Linked DNA regions of Hordeum vulgare: region 2 is linked to region 1. A link is a contact called in public Hi-C data. All regions are on one chromosome and are shown on one strand. Each heading gives the region's core, a stretch centred on a gene start, on an enhancer-like site or on the middle of the called end of the contact. The rest is flanking DNA. Distances are from core to core; before and after follow the strand shown. Region 1 holds the start of LOC123439712 (probable folate-biopterin transporter 7). Region 2 holds the start of LOC123439740 (sm-like protein LSM5).

Region 1 (2,700 bases), core at 15-2,514:
GTATTGCACAAATTATGACACTTTAAAGTGCAGGGCAAGGGCCACATCCGACTGAGAAAATATGCATCGTGACACTCTGGTTGCTGCTCTAAAAGACTACTTCACGAAAAGATGGAGAACGATGGTAATCAGAAGAGAAAACGGAAAGGGAAAGTGAAAGTGAAAGAAAACAAAAGGCACGCGCATAATAATCAAGAGGACAACTGTGTTCAAGTATATTCTTTATGGCGCTGTCATTCGCCACATGACACCAATGTGCAAACAAGTGAACAGCACGCAAGAAAAGAACGCAGAAAGCTCTAGCGTGGTAATCATTTTACTTTTTCTCCAAGGACAGCGCAGAAGAGTAAAAATATCCTACACTGCTCTGGCATACTAGAATTCCTACAACTCGTTTAATCAGTGATCAAGTACAGTGAAAGAGCGAAATTGTGCGTGCAACACGGGCAGTGCAGGGAAGGTGGAAATTTCAGAGAATTATCATTCTGCATCGCGAGTGTGGTTCCTATAATTCCAGGTTAACCGGTAAAGGGAGGTATGGAACCGAGCGTGCTTTCGAGCGTTCCACGTTATGAACCGTTAAAGTAAGGGAAGGGAGGGTATGGAAATGGAATCACGATGAGGATCATGGCGTCGGTCGGAGATTACGGAAAGTGGTGTTGGCAGATCTGAGAAGGGCAATGCGATAACGTGGGGGGGATAAAGGGAGGGGGGGCGTACCGCCGATGGCGACGTATGGCAGGCGTCGGCAGCCGCGGATGGGGACGGCGTCGGAGAGCAGGCCGAGGAGCGGCTTGGCGACCATGGGCAGGGTGGCGGAGGCCTGGAGGATCTGCAGCGAGGAGGAGGGGACGCCCATGGCGTCCTTGAGGAAGAAGTTGACGCCGAGCCACGGGAAGAGCCGGAAGCCCTGCACCCAGAACCCCACCCCGATCACCCACCGCTGCGTGGCGGCCGTGGCGGCCCTCTCGCCCTCCGCCTTCTGCTCCTTCTCCATGGCCCTCCCTCCTCCTCCTCCTCCTCCCCCGAAATCCGGCAGTGCGGAGTCTCGTCTGATCCGCGCGTCGCCGGGCCTTGTGTTCCTGCTCCGCTCCCGATCCGAGGGAAGGGAATGGGAGAGCTCGTGGTGGTTCTTGTGTTGTGCTCCCACCGGGGCGGGAGGACACGTGGGAGGGTTAGGTGTTATTTGGCCGAACAGAGTAGCAGTGGTGATGCAGGGGAATGTGGAATGGAATGGTTGGCACGAGAAGAACCAACACGTTGCCACGGATATGACACGGGGGCGTGGAGGCTCGCTGTATGTATGGCCGTACCTCCTTCCGGGCGGGCTCGTCTCTCGCTGGGGCCCAGAGCCATGTGGGCCAGTACCAATCGACCGTGTGTGCATGGTGGGTCAGTGCGCTCCCTGATGTCGGCGTGCCTTTTCGGCCGGCCTCCGGGCCACTTTTTACTAAATTGCTTTTTACTGTATTATATAAGGTGTAAACTACTCTAGTAGAAATTGCTTTTGAAGCTCGGCCTCCACCAAGGCTTTTAAATTTGAAATTCAAATTTCATGAAAATTTATATTTTTGTATTTCAAAAAAATCTAAAAAATACAGAGATAAGTGAAGGCGTAACACACATGTGTGTAAATTTTCAGAAAAAATTACGTTAAAATGAGGGTTGTAAAAAAAGACAAATCTAAGGCTTTTTAACACATGATACTATTCATCGTTTCAGGCCATGAATTTATCTTTTTTGTTCAAGTCGTATTTTAAGATATTTAGTCCTAAGTTTTACACACATATACATAACATCCTTCCTTACTTGCCTATTTTTTTAGTTTCTTTTTAAATCAAAAAGTTCGAATTTTATTTTTTTTTCAAAAATTTCGATCACCATGGAGCTCGGCCTCCAAACGTCCATTCTCGTAAACTACGCCATCCCATGAAAAAGTCAAAATATTGCTAAAAAATGAAAAAAAGCAGATTGAATATTGCAAGTTTGACATGCCATAATTTTAGCCGTAGTAGACATTGCGATAGATGCATCAAGCTTTTCTTGCAAATATGCAAGTTTTCTTTTGCGGGGTTGCAAATATACAAGTTTGGCATGCATTTATTGGCAATATGTATATCAAGCTCTTCTTGCAATATAGTCCTCCTAGGATTTATGTGCTATATAATCCGATAGGTGGTTTCCTGCTTCTCATGTTTATTGAATATGCTCCAACATCACTAGTGTAGTTTTCATTTTCTGTTGACATGTCTAGTTAATCAGGGCCGGACCGGCAATATCCGGGGCCCTGTGCCAAAATTTAAAAAGGGGCATATCTTTTGGTGGTGGAGCTATAAAGGGAAAAAAGGTGGACTAAACTAAATAAGAGACCCGATTATCTTCCCAAATTATATATAGTACTATTTCGGTAATTTGCAAAAAATAGTAGTATTGCAGTAGAGATAGTAAATACCCGGTACCTTTTGTTCCCTTCATTATGAGATCAACACATTTATCCTTGCAACAAGGCCAACTCATGGGTGCCTAGGAAAACAAAAGAGCACACAGGGTTGAAGCTAACCTTGGTGCACTGAAATCACTTGATGAAAGGCACCAAAGCATTTGATAAATGGCAGTAAAATATCATGGGAAGTACACTGAAGTTTGAACGACATATAAGTAAAATTTAGAGAGCCTATACAGTGAAATTTGCATAACACC
Region 2 (2,700 bases), core at 43-2,542, 160 kb after region 1:
ATGTCTTCATCCCAAACAAAGTCATCAACCTTATCCTTGTGAAGATTCAGCCTAGTGAGCAAGTCATCCACATGCTCGTTTCTTCCATTACTATACTGCTTGACCCCACCTGTCCTCCATCATAGTACCAAACTACCAATTAGGTCTGTAGGTGTGAAAAACACCCTTAGTGAGCCAAAGTAACTTGAGTGTGTGGGGAAGAAGATGGAGGACAAGTGAAGGTAAAAAATCTTGACGAGTTATCACCACTAAAGCACACAAACCCCTAGTTTTTTTCGCAAGGGGATTTTTTCTTAAGGACCCCGACAAAGCTTTTTATATTTTTTATATTTTCACTTTTTCTTGTGAAAACAAAAAGGTTTTTATTTCATTATTTCTCTATTTTAACGTATCACAAGCAATATTCTTTGTTTTATAGATAAATCATAAGCACTAGGGTGTCAAGAGCAAAACCTACTCAATGTGTAGGTCGACGTTTGAGACCGAACATGCATGCATGTGGATATGGGCCAGCCCAAGTCGGCATGTTCGGCGACTCCCTATTTCGGTTTTGGAATGGTTCTAGGACCACTTCACCATTTTTTGTCGTTTTTATTATCCTTCTCTCCTTTTTGTTTTTCTGGTTTTTAAATTTTCCGTTTTTAAAACACCCATGTAATCCTATTCTTAAACATTTGATCAATCATGGTATAATTTTTCTAAAATTCGTGAACATTTTATGAATTTTGCAAAGATTTTTGAAGTTAGTAAATACTTTATAAATCTATGAATATTTTAAAAATTCTTGAACATTTGTTTTGAAATGTGAGAACAATTTTTGAAATTTAGAACATCTGTTGTCAATTCATGAACATCTTATAAACCTGAGAACATTTTGAAAATTTTGTGAACGTTTTTGAATTTAGTCAACTTTTTTGGAAATATTAGAATATGTTCAAATTAGTGAGTTTTTTAAATTCGTGAACATTTTCAAAACCAGATTTTTTTTCAAATTCTTGAGTATTTTCGAAAATTACTGATTATTGTTTTGTAATTTGTGAACAATTTTCAAAATCCAAGAACATTTTTCAAACTCATGAATAATTTTTTAAATAACCGAGTATTTCCAAATTTATGAATCTTTCTTGAAATTTAGAATGTTTTAATGCCGAATTTTTTTAAAGAGACAAAATATTTAAAAAATAAACAAACAGGGTCGCCCACCCTGCAGTGGGCTGGTCCAAACAGGGTAAGCTATTGCTCTATAAGGTTCTACATATAAAGTGGGCCGAAACCGCCGTCGAGAGCAACTCGCCCGTTAGCACGGAACTATCGACGGAAAATCCCCTCCGCAGCGCAGAAGCAAAAGGCCTCCCAATCCCCTCCACCTCCGCCGCCGTTCTTCTCCGTCCGCCCGCGCTCCAGCCGCGCCCTTCGCGTCGCCACCTACCTGCCTCGACTTCTCAGCCGTAGGCGGCGCCATGTCTCAGAACAACCCCTCCCAGCTCCTCCCCTCAGGTGCGCGGAACAACATCGTTTTTTTCTTTCTCGCAAAGCCTCTTTCGATTCCCCTAGCTGGCTAGCTCCATCGTCTGATCTGCTGGGTTCGAGCTCTTGACTCACGGGTTTTGCCTCCTTTTTCCGTGTGCGTGTCTCCACACGCGCGCGTGCGTGCTTGTGCGAACTGGTGCGACGAGCAGAGCTGATCGACCGGTGCATCGGATCTAAGATTTGGGTGATCATGAAGGGAGACAAGGAGCTCGTCGGCACCCTCTGCGGCTTCGACGTCTACGTCAACATGGTCCTCGAGGACGTTACTGAGTAGTAAGTGAAGCCCACCCAAACCCTAAACCCTAGTTTCTTTAGATCGATGCGCATCAGTTCTTACCTGGAATCTTGGGCTAAGTCTGTCTTATTTTGAGTGAATTATCAGCATATTTTAATTTAAGCTGGTGTGTTCACTTAGTTATGACTTGAATTTTGTACTTACACATATGTTGTAACAGTGGTGAAAATATGTCAACTGTTTGCTCCAGATTAGCAAGACCTCTCGGGAGTTCACGTGAATTAACGAACTTGACATCTTCTATCTGATTGGTCATAGGCTCGCTGGAGTTTGCGTGTTAGTCTTGTCTTATAGATTGGAAACCAGCCACTCTCACTAACAGTGTTGATACACCACAAGGTAGTTTGGTTGTTGTAGTAGATATAAAATGAGCATTCATGCAGCTGGTGCCATGATGTATCTCACATTGACACTTGCTTGGCTTCCAAAGATCACAACGCAGCTATCTGTTTTCTGAGTTAACAATTTGCATCATGACTTGTTGATAGAATGAAAATGGATATAGACAGGTGTACTAGAAGGCTGTGAGGGAGTTGCCTACTTAGAATAGAAACTGATAATTCTTTTTGGAGATGCCGGAAGTAGGTTTCTACGGATGTTGCACTAATTCTTCCGTTGATTTCACACTAGTCCATACATAATGCAGTGGATTTTCAACTTCCATTGTTTACACTAGTTCAGCAAAGATGTTGAGATGGTGGTGCATAATGTCATGTTATTTCTCTTTGCAAATTCGTGTTCCAGCTACATAAGTAAATAAAATATCATGACTATTAGTATTTTATATGCATCTGTGAGGGAAATCATACATAGACCCAGTTTCGTGTGCACCTGATGGTAAGGCATACATTGAATGCTTTTGTGCATAATTCAGT

Evidence for each region. Hi-C and Micro-C count contacts between places; a contact is called where the count stands out from the background.
Region 2: a Hi-C map of seedling shows a contact between it and region 1, with 4 times the contacts expected there. The contact joins the promoter of LOC123439740 here to the promoter of LOC123439712 in region 1. A contact is called at or near these places in 2 of 6 Hi-C or Micro-C datasets (leaf and seedling).

Annotation. Positions count from the first base shown.
Region 1 is chr1H:390,051,988-390,054,687 of MorexV3_pseudomolecules_assembly, forward strand. It overlaps LOC123439712 (probable folate-biopterin transporter 7), which reads right to left and starts at 1,265. Exons shown (of 2, transcript XM_045116402.1): 1 at 721-1,265. The coding sequence starts at 997.
Region 2 is chr1H:390,210,889-390,213,588 of MorexV3_pseudomolecules_assembly, forward strand. It overlaps LOC123439740 (sm-like protein LSM5), which reads left to right and starts at 1,293. Exons shown (of 4, transcript XM_045116429.1): 1 at 1,293-1,497; 2 at 1,680-1,803. The coding sequence starts at 1,461.